Regions from separate parts of the Danio rerio genome. Here region 2 is linked to region 1. Evidence: chromatin contacts called from public Hi-C data. All regions are on one chromosome and are shown on one strand. The core of a region is the stretch at or near the end of the contact, and the rest is flanking DNA. Distances in the headings are between cores, read along the strand shown.

What was found. Hi-C and Micro-C count contacts between places; a contact is called where the count stands out from the background.
Region 2: a contact with region 1 is called in a Hi-C map of embryo, with 3 times the contacts expected there. The contact joins the promoter of xylt1 here to the enhancer-like site in region 1. A contact is called at or near these places in 9 of 18 Hi-C or Micro-C datasets (caudal fin, embryo, hematopoietic stem cells and 2 more) and 4 of 4 datasets of contacts at active chromatin or transcription factors (caudal fin, embryo, gastrula embryo and 1 more).

Annotation. Positions count from the first base shown.
Region 1 is chr3:25,100,728-25,106,148 of GRCz12tu, reverse strand. No RefSeq gene overlaps it. Among named protein-coding and RNA genes, the nearest start is that of rps15a, 20 kb to the right of the region's middle. Within about 2 kb of position 2,103, at least 18 of the 62 cell types and tissues checked have an H3K27ac peak or open chromatin away from gene starts, as enhancers often do.
Region 2 is chr3:25,260,269-25,265,689 of GRCz12tu, reverse strand. It overlaps xylt1 (xylosyltransferase I), which reads left to right and starts at 3,087. Exons shown (of 11, transcript NM_001172397.1): 1 at 3,087-3,353. The coding sequence starts at 3,087.

The DNA of each region.
Region 1 (5,421 bases), core at 854-3,353:
GGACAACACTGTTTGCACTGTTCTTTTAACTTTTTCTTCACCACCATTCTTAAAATAAATTTGTCAGCAAATGCCAACACTTTTAGCTCTCATGACCCTAAAAAAATGATGTATTTTATATTAATATACAATTCTATTCATCTTTATTTCTATAGTGCTTTTACAATGTAGATTGTGTCAAAGCAGTTTAACATAGAAGTTCTAGTAAATTAAAAATGTGTCAGTTCAGTTTTCAGGGTTGAACTTTAGTTTAGTTCAGTTCAGTGTGCTTTAAATTTCACTGCTGAAATTCCAAACACTGAAGAGCAAATCCATCGATGCGCAGCTCCACAAGTCCCAAAGTACCAAATATGTATGATTATGTAAACAGTCAATATATCACAAGAAGACTCAGAGCTTCCTTAGATCAAGTTAATGATTTAAATAAATAGATCAAGCAGATAAAGTCAAACAACACTCCCCAATACTTGCATCATGGTCATGTACCTTTTCGTAGGTTTGACATTTGAATTGGCATCGTGAGGCAGTTTTATATTAAAGTGTTGTTGAAAGTTTGAGGATAACTTTAGTATATTAGAGCATCATGAAAATAGCAGATCATTTGATCAGATGATGCTATCCTCTGAATTTCTATGCAACCATAAAAATGAAAAGCCAAGATTTTTTGTCAACGGCAGAAAAGCATTGTGTCACAAATGACCATGCAAACTTAGCGAAACTGTGGTCATCATTCCAATAAAAAAATAAATAAAATTATGGCCAAAAAGCTATTTAAGTCCAAAGTCCAGCATTAAGTCCACTGACTTTAATGCTGTTGATTTGTATGAAGTTCAACCCTTAACATAAACAAACTGCTTTCGTTTGCTTTTACATGATCAACCTTTTTAACCAGCCCACATTTTTAGTGCAAAATCCAATCATATTAGCATCAAAATCACATTTAGGTCTACTGTTATTCCACAAATGAATTAAGTTCACATTAGGGCTGCACAATAAACTTTTTATTTTTATTTATTTATTTTTGCTTTCTGTACATCACTACACTACTGGTAATAGGGTATACAGTAATTCCCAAAGGAGAGCTCTGGCTTTTCAGTGCCCAAGCACCCATGGAATAACCAAGCACCCTTGTAAAAATATTCCACATTAATTTGAAAGAGTTATATACATTTCAATATGAAAAAAAAAAACGAAAGACATTAATTTCTTTTTGCCACACTAGCAAAAAATGTACTTGAGCAATATACATGTAAAATGGCCATTTATTAGTAGCATATACCACACCCCCACCCCCTCAATAATATAAGAAAAAGAGTGTTGGGGGAATTGGAAGATGAGCACTCACTGACAAAAACATTCATCTATGCATCTTTTTTTTCCCTGACTCACTTCAAAACAACCAGCTCATACTAGTGAGTCATTCAGAAATCTGTGTTTTGCGCTGTAAGATCGGTAGTGGCATTGTAGCTCAGCTGAATAGACTCCACTTGATAACTTGTGAGAATATTTTACCACATTCCATCAGCAAGAATGCGCAGAGCTCCACATAAATGAGACATTAAACCTCAAACTCCATCACCAGAACTCTAGCGATAAGAGATTATGTACAGTAATTGTCTCAAAATAAACTCCTGCAGGGTAATACAAGACCTCTTCAGGGTGTAATTCTGCAATAATGACCAGCTTATTGTCTGCTTATGGTCATCCATTCCTGAAATATGCTTATATATAAGTTACACACTTGCACAACCCTTAGATCTGTTCCACCCTCAGCGACACATAGGGCAGGATGCAGTTTCCTAGCGACACAGCGATTAGTACAGATACCTGGGGTCACCTGATTGACATTTTATTAATCACTATGTATTTATTCATCCGAATCTAAGAGCAGCAGATGGTTTGATAAGGCAAACATTTGATCAACACTTTCAAGACTCACTTTGGACCATTTCCGACGTTACAAAGCTAATTCTGTTATCAGCCGGACCAATCTTAATTGGGGTTTTAAGCCTTTCAAACATAGCAAGAGAGCAATGATACATGAGTTGGCCTATTACACTGTAGATATTAATAGGAAGGCCGCTACTGCCCCCAAGTTCTCAGCTAAAGAACTGCACTCTTTGGATAAACAGAAAACGGGTGTTTGCAGAGTGTTTGAATGAATGTACTAGCTGTACTTGTGTATCTTTCTGTTTTCTTTGTACTTTTGCCAAGTATAAAAGATGTTTGAAAAACATATATGTGAACCTCAAATACAAAATCTTACCAAAAAAAAGTAAAAATTGTAGATTATTTTGATGCCAAAATCACTACAATACTAAGCAAAGAGCATGTCTAATGAAGACATTTTGTAAATTTCATTTCTAAGCACTACACTACCTGACAAATGTCATCAATTCCAGTTGTACGAGCAACAAACACTTCTAGTTGGAAAATTGGCAGAAGGTAAATTTTTCAGATGGCTCATCTGTTGAACTGCATCCCAAACATAACAAATACTGCAGAAGATCTATTGGAACCCACATGGACCCAAGATTCTCACAGAAATCAGTCAAGTTTGGTGAAGGAAAATTTTAGTTTGGGGTTACATTCAGTATGTGGGCGTGCGAGAGATCTGCAGAGTGGATGGCAACATCAGCAACCTGCATATCAAGACATTTGTGCTGCCCATTACATTACAAACCCCAGGAAAGGGCAAATTCTTCAACAGGATAGTGCTCCGTCTCATACTTCAGCCTCCACATCATGGTTCCTAAAGCAAAGAAGGTCAAGGTGCTCCAGGATTGGCCAGCCCAGTGACCAGACATGAACATTGAGCATGTCTGGGGTAAGATAAAGGAGACATTGAAGATTAATTCAATTAATCATGATGAACTCCGGGAGTCCTGCAAGAACACTTTCTTTGCCATTCCAGATGACTTTATTAATAGGTTATTTGAGTCATTGCAGAGATGTATGGATGCAGTCCTCCAAGCTTAGGGGAGTCATACACAATATTATTTTTTTACCACTGCACCATGACTTTATATTCTATACTGTACATTATTTCTGTTAAGTGACAAGACTTTTGACTATGCAAAGTCAGACGTTACTGTCCTAATAAATAATTAAAAATCAAGATTTGATCATATTTTATTTTGGTAAAGTAAGCGTAAACTAGATGTCTTTGTCTTTCATATAAGCCACTTCTGATACCAAACGATCACCTAGAGGTTATTATTTTTTGCTCCTAAAACTTAGATAGATGACTATACTTTTTTCAGGTTGTGTACATTTAAACAGAATCTTAATATTTTAATTTTTTAAACCCTTAGATTTTCAAATAGTTGCATCTCAGCCAAATATTGTCCTCAACAAACCATACATCAATGAAAATTTATTCATTCAATCTTATGATTTATTAGTCTCAAATTTAAAAACACCTATGATGACTTGTTTTTTGTTCCAGGGTCACATTTGCTCCTTGCTCCAATACATTTGTGCTGAGCGGTGTCATTTTTCTGCTTCAGTTCTTTTCTGCTACAGAAGACTTACAGGCTACTATTTTGTATTTTGCAATTACACCCCCTAACCCGTCAAGTTTGTAAGAGCAATAGCAGGTAGTTGCTGATTCAAAGGTGTTTTATGTTTGATATGAGGACATGAATGCAGCCAGTAATGAGGCCAAAACCATCAAGTCCGGTGCATGTAGGCTTTGGCCTTTAATTATAGTTAACATAATTTTATCCATTATAACGAAGAGACCTTGTGGGTCGGGTTACTCGTGCCCTTTTTGAGCACTTGAGCTTAACTGAGGCTTAAGTGTCTGTGGAGGCCGCTGTGTCAATTAAGGTGTTCATTATTTTGACTGAAGAAAATACACATGTAATTGCTTTCCTCACAAATCAGCTCTTTTTAACTGGCGTCTCTCATGGGTGTTGAAGACTAGTGCATCTTTGGGCTTTAAGACTTTTTATATTAAAGTGGTGTAACTAGTTGATTGCTTATAATAGTGCCATTTTTGCTGTAATACATGAACTGTTCCTGCATGGTTTTCATCTACTCTTTACATCTCCAAAGGGTCTACATTCAGCAAGTAAGCATCTTGTAGGTCTGCGTTTCCCAGCCCTGTTCCTGGAGGCACACCAACAAAGGAAAATTAAGCAGTGCCCAGACCTGCCTTCATTTAAGTGACTTCATCACATGGAGACAGTATCACCGAGGTGATCTTATGGGCCAGGAGGTCCGGGTCTGCCATAGAGTTCCCTAGTTCCCTTGACTCCACCCCCTTGTCAAATCAGGGCCACAAAGTGAAACGTGCAGAAATGTGAAGTGCAAAGTGAAAACAGCATCACAAACTCACGGTTGACTAAAAAGCAAATTAAAATAAATGAGTATTGCATTTGACTGGACGGTTTTGTAAAGGCAATGCTATAAAAATGTTTTTCAAATATTTATAGTTTTTTTTTTGTTATTGTAAATGTGTGTGTGTGTGTGTGTGTGTGTGTGTGTGTGTGTGTGTGTGTGTGCATATGTGTGTGTGTGTGCATATGTGTGTGTGTGTGTGCATATGTGTGTGTGTGTGTGTGTGTGTGTGTGTGTGTGTGTGTGTGTGTGTGTGTGTGTGTGTGTGTGTGTGTGTGTGTGTGTGTGTGTGTAAAAAAATTTTTTGCACTGCTTTTTTTTGCAGTTTTGCAAATTTCATTTTTATTTCTAGAAACTTAATATTCCCCTTGTAGTTCTTTAAATTTGTTAGCAAAATTATTTTTTATTTCTCAAATTAATTTTAGCTCTACGATTTTTAGAGATATGCATTTATTTATTTATTTATTTATTTTGCTCAATGCTTTATTTTTTGTTTGTAAAACGTTCTTTTATTTTGCAAGTACATATGGCCCTAGATTGACTCACAGGTTTAACAGCAGGTGTTCATCATCAATGCTCAATTATCACCTAATTAACCCTTAATTGCCTCATTCACTTGAGTAACTTTAACTCAATTTTTGAGAGGGACCAAATACAATCTAAACTTTAATTACTTTTGCTGTAAGAGTTGTGATTTGTGACTATACTATGCATTCTAAAGAATACCAGGTTGTATTATTAACCCAATGTTGGGTCAAATATTGGCAAATCTAACCTTTGTGTTTAGAAAGAAAAAAAATAATAATTTTACCCAACAATGGTTTTGTCTATTTTTTACCCAAATGGGGTCATGACAACTCACAATTTCTTGAACATTTTATGTGGTCATTTTTAATTTAGGGATCTAAAAATCCAAACTCAATATCAGCATTATTCCATAGGAGATCTCTAACCACTGACTAGTTTTCTTTTATTAGCATCATAGAGTGGCCAAGAGAGCTCAAATAAACATTAACAAATTGAGAAAAAATATTCATCAATTTGACCTCACACGCATGCAATACTAACAACAATGCA
Region 2 (5,421 bases), core at 1,838-4,337, 160 kb before region 1:
CCCTTCTGCTCTATCTAGCAGTTCACATGCACCTACACTGATAGTGAATGTCGACATGCGCAGGCTCTTGTAACTGCACACCTTAGTGTCTGCTGCCCGAGGGACATTCTGCCAGCTATTCTGCAAGGGGAATGAAGTGTGACTGTGCCCTGCGCTTTCTCTCAAATTCATCAAAGCCTTGTGATCTCCATCTCAATGAGAGTGTTGTGAATTATAGAGCAGCCGCATCGGGGTAGCTGATTCAACTTTAATGATGTCAAGAATGCTGTGAACAAACAGCAGTGTCGGCGCAGCTCTGAAATGTCTAAGCAGAATCGCATTTCTCTGTCTGCTGAACTTCTAGAGAAAAATAAGAGGGACACAGAGGGTATTCCCATGGAAACCGAGTCTCCTTGTCGTGCCAGTCAGTGGCGTGCTATGCGGGATGAAAGATGGTCTCAGTCTTGATTAAAAAACGGTAGGCGATGCTTCACCTGGGTCCATCGTATTGGGAAGTCATCTTGATGGCTCCCCAGGGTTATCTCTCTTTTGCCAAATCTGACAGGTTAACACTATCAATTAGCAGCCATCGATCGGGTGAACAATAATAAAGGCTGCTTGAAAGATGATGTAGCCATACAGATTCACCCCCGAGGCTATAGCTACTCACTCGCTCATACAGCTGCATACATCACCAGCTGAAATGACTAATCGAAAAAGGGAAGCAGCAGACTGTTTTGAAACTTAATGAGGTTTATATTATTTATTTTTAGTTTTTTAATGAAATTACAATGATGACATTTGTTTTTTGTGGTTTGGGTATATTTTATAGGAGTGTGCTGATTTAGATATTTAAAAGTGTTGCAAAGATTTATTATTGAGCAATCAAGCCTGTTCTGGTGTGCAGTTCTTCCACGTGGATTTTACTAACAACTAATTTTTGCATATCCTTTTTCCCCCTTAATGTATTAGCAATTGCACTTTTAATTTGAGAAAGAAATGAATATATATTTATATACATATAAAAGAAAAAATAAAAGTGTTTAAAAATATATATGTACACTACCTGTCAAAAGTTTGGATCAGTTTTTTTTTCATGTTTTTTTTTTTAAGAAAATGATTTTGTTTATGAAACCGGTATTTATGAAATGTAAAAATAAAAAGTTACATAAAATTTAAAAAAATGTAAATAACAGCTTTTTTATGTATGTAGTTTGAAATGAAATGATTACTCTAGTTATTATTGCTTTTATTACTATTACCATTAATAATCATATTATTAATAGTTAATATAAGAGTGCTTTCTGAAGGATCATGTGACTCTGAAGACTGGATTAATGAAGCTGAAATGTATATTTAAATCCCTTGAATAATTGATTGAATTAAATTTTAAACTACGTTTAAACAGTTATTTTATAGTGCAATAACATTTCACAATTTTACAATTTGTACTGTATTTTTGATGAAGTTATTGCAGCCTTGTTGAGCAGGAGAAGCTTATTTTAAAACATTTATAAATCCTACTGACCCCAACCTTTTGACTGCTATAGTGTATATGCAAAATATGCTATCAAAATACTTGAATATTCATATTTATTATATATTTATTATATTTTTTATGTATCTACAGTAATATCTCTACAAAAAGAAAAGATGAAAACAACCAACCTGAAAAGCTGAAAGTAAACACATCAAGGAAGGTTGCAAGTTTTATCACTTTATAATATATTTTTTTAGGTTTGCCTGTAGAGGAAGATAAGTTGTTATCACTGTTGAAAACAGCAAACCATTAAAGATTGGATATCTGTAGAAATATCAGCAGTAAATTCTCCCTGTAACTTAATATATATATACAGTTGAAGTCAGAATTATTAGCCCCCCTTTGAGTTTGTTTTTCTTTTTTAAATATTTCCCAAATTATGTTTAACTGTGCAAGAAAACGTTCACAGTATGCTGATAATATTTTTCTTGTGGAAAAAAAGTCTTATTTGTTTTATTTCGGCTGGAATAAAAGCAGCTTTTAATTTTTTTTAAAGCCATTTTAAGGACAATATTATTAGCCCCTTTAAGTTATATATTTTTCAGTTGTCTACAGAACAAACCATTATTATACAATAACTTACCTAATTACCCTAACCTGCCTAGTTAACCTAGTTAACCCTTTAATTGTCACTTTAAGCTGTATAGAAGTGTCTTGAAAATATCTAGTCAAACATTGTGTGCTGTCATGATAGCAAAGATAAAATAATCAGTTATTAGAAATTAGTTATTAAAACTATTATATTTAGAAATGTGTTGAAGAAAACTTATCTCTGTTAAGCAGAAATTGGGGGAAAAATAAACAAGAGAACTAATAATTCAGGGGGCTAATAATTCTGACTTCAACTGTAAATACAGAAAAAAATCCTTACAGGAAAGATAAAAAAAGACTCTACAAACAAAATACAAATTGTGGGTACATATATTTACAATATGTTTGAAAAATAAAAGTATGCATGTTCCGAATGTAAATCTTCTCCTCTGGTTGACTGATCTGAATGAAAAGAAAAATATAAAAAACATAAACAGACCTATAAATAATTTAAATGATATATCACTTATACATTATATTGACTATAAAGCAGTTATTAAATAAATACCTGAACTGTTGTTTTATTAAACCTCTTGAAGGGTCATGACCTTGCCTAAAGGTGCATGGCAGGTAATGAACTGTAATCTCCACCTGTCAAATCTTTTTGAAGGCACACTCATATGTATAAAATATTATCATATTAACTAAAAACCAAATTTAGCAATTGTTTGTTCCACAAAAAAAATGAAATCGATAAAAATCGCCCTTTTGAAATGTAAAAGGCCATTTCGTGGACTGACTCTTGTGTAGTTTGCATGTGTCGCCACGAGGAGGCGCAGGATATATTAACATCCTCTCTTTCTCTCTCTCTCCTCCAGCGGAGCCCTTGCCAACCGCCCCCTCTATCCCCTCTCTCTCTCTCTCTCTCTCTCTCTCTCTCTCTCTCTCTCTCTCTCTCTCTCTCTCTACAGCGACGCGGAGCCACAAAGCGGACTGTCGGCGCACGGCAGTGGCACCTCGCCGCTTCAGGGTGAAGATGTTCGGCAGTCTGTGCGCCCGTAAGCTGGCTCGCCGATCGCGGTCTGCGTTAATAGCCGCGCTGACAGTGCTGCTGGTCCAAACACTCATCGTGTGGAACTTCAGCAGTCTGGACACGGGAGAAGACCGAAAAGACAACGGCAGGGAGAAGAGGGACCGAATCGGCATCAACAAAGCCTACAGCGAGTACCCGAAGAGCGGCTTCCAGAAGAGGCATCACCAGCCGCCGCTGGGAAAAGCGTCCAATCGACATAAACAGCAGCCGGTAAGGCGGAATTTCCCCGTTCATCGCGCTCCATTCATTCCTCGCGGTCCGCCGTCATAACGGGCCCTTTCCTGCTTGGGAAATGATGCCTGATCCCCAGAGCCAGCGTTTTGGGGTGTTTGTGTTTTGACGAGCGGAGAGAGGCTGGAGGTTTTGTTTGTGTTGTGCTGAAATGTAGCCCCTGTTGTCATGACTATAAACGGGGAATGTGACAGGCGTGCGGCGCGTAAAAAAGATGAGGTTTTGTTGAGGACTTCAGCATCTCGTGTGACGGATCGCTGTCCGTTAAAACTCCCGTTAAGTTGTGGCCATTGTAACGTTAGTTGAGGATGTCGGCGGAATAATAGGCGGTTCGGTTCTCATACGTTGCTTTCACATCATGTTCGTGTCATGTTATTAGTGATATGTGCTGGGAGGAATCTCGTCATGACCTTTAAGAGGAGTGAAGTGATGTATGATATATTATCCGCTTGCTGAGATGTGGATGTAGTTTAAATGCGTCAATTTTTTTTTAATTAATGTTTCAATGAAAGCTATATATCATTTAAAAATCAGTTTCACAATCAAAATTCCATTTAATGCCTTGATGGAAATGAAGTCTTTAATATAAGTCAAAGTAACTTAGCTTATAGACTGAAATAACTGGCTCTAAATGCAACATGTAAAACTTAGGTTGCATTATTGCTTGAACCACTTTAGCTATAGATTGACAAATTACCTTTGCATTACTTTTCATACACTGGTTTAATTTTTTTATATTCTAAACATGCATTTTTTAGTGTTTACTTGAATCCACATAAATAGTATTATTTTAAACAACAAATGTAAACCTTAATTCTTATTGCATAGTCTTAAATTGAAACATAAAATGTATGCAATCATGTTAACATACAATCCTTTAGATGTCAACTGTGGCAATCCAAGCAAGAGAATACATCTTTACAGAAGCCTCAGAAAATATCTTTGGCAGCATATTAAAGTCAGCATGTTTCCTATTGATTTTGTGCATTCGTGAAATCCTCCATCCAGTTTGCACCTTGAAACGCTGGGCGATCTATCTGGACATGATGCTCCTGCACTGAGTCTTTGCCTGCAGCGTTGCTGACAGACCCTCCATGCCTTGCGTTGAGGACAATGACCCGACTACATTAGGTAACATCAGTGCATCAGTAAAAATAGCTCTTTAAGGTTGCACATTCTTTCTTTCAGCATAACAGCTTCTTGCAGAAAGAAAAATGGTTTAAATCTTGCACTGTTTTGACAGTACAGTTTGCACAACATCTGAGAACAACACAGGACTATATTTATTCACCCCAATATCTGTATCCCGATGCTTTCATATTTGGCATTAGCCAGTATTAGATTCTGAAAGTATCATAACCTTGAATAAAAATATCATGATTTCACGGTTTTGGGATTACGGCTCTAAAATACATTCTTTTTATAAGTGGGTAAAAAACAAAAACATTTTTCCCCTTTGAACACAATATATTTGATTTTGAGAAACATTTATAATATTCTGAGTCAGTAAACATGTCAGACTAAATACTTCAAGTCAATCATTGACTTCTGCTGTCTTCGTTACTTTCAAAAACACAGATTTCTTTACTATTTAAAACAGCATCTTTTTTGCTGGAGTGACTGTTGTCGTAAAAAACAAACAAGCAAAAAAACGTTAATAAATTCTGACACATACCGTAAGAACGGTATTGTAAATTTTGGCAGTTTTAAAAACGTAACTTTTCCAAACCTTGGTATACCTTAAAAACAGTTATCGTCCCATGCCTATTCTAGATATTAGTGTTTTATGATGAACGTGCTGAAGACTGCTCCGGCGGCTCACTCAGATTTGAGACTCAGGCAAGTGGATAAAACATTAAAGTCTTCCTAATTAATTTGCACGGAATACCTTAAACGCCCCACTTCAGTGAAAGCCCTACTCTAGTCTGCCTAGTTTTTTTACAATTAATTGATGCTAATTATCATGCAGCATCTCATTAACACAATTCTCTCAAACATAGGTTTGCCTAATTTAATCAGAAATCTTTCTGTCATCAATAGCGCTGCT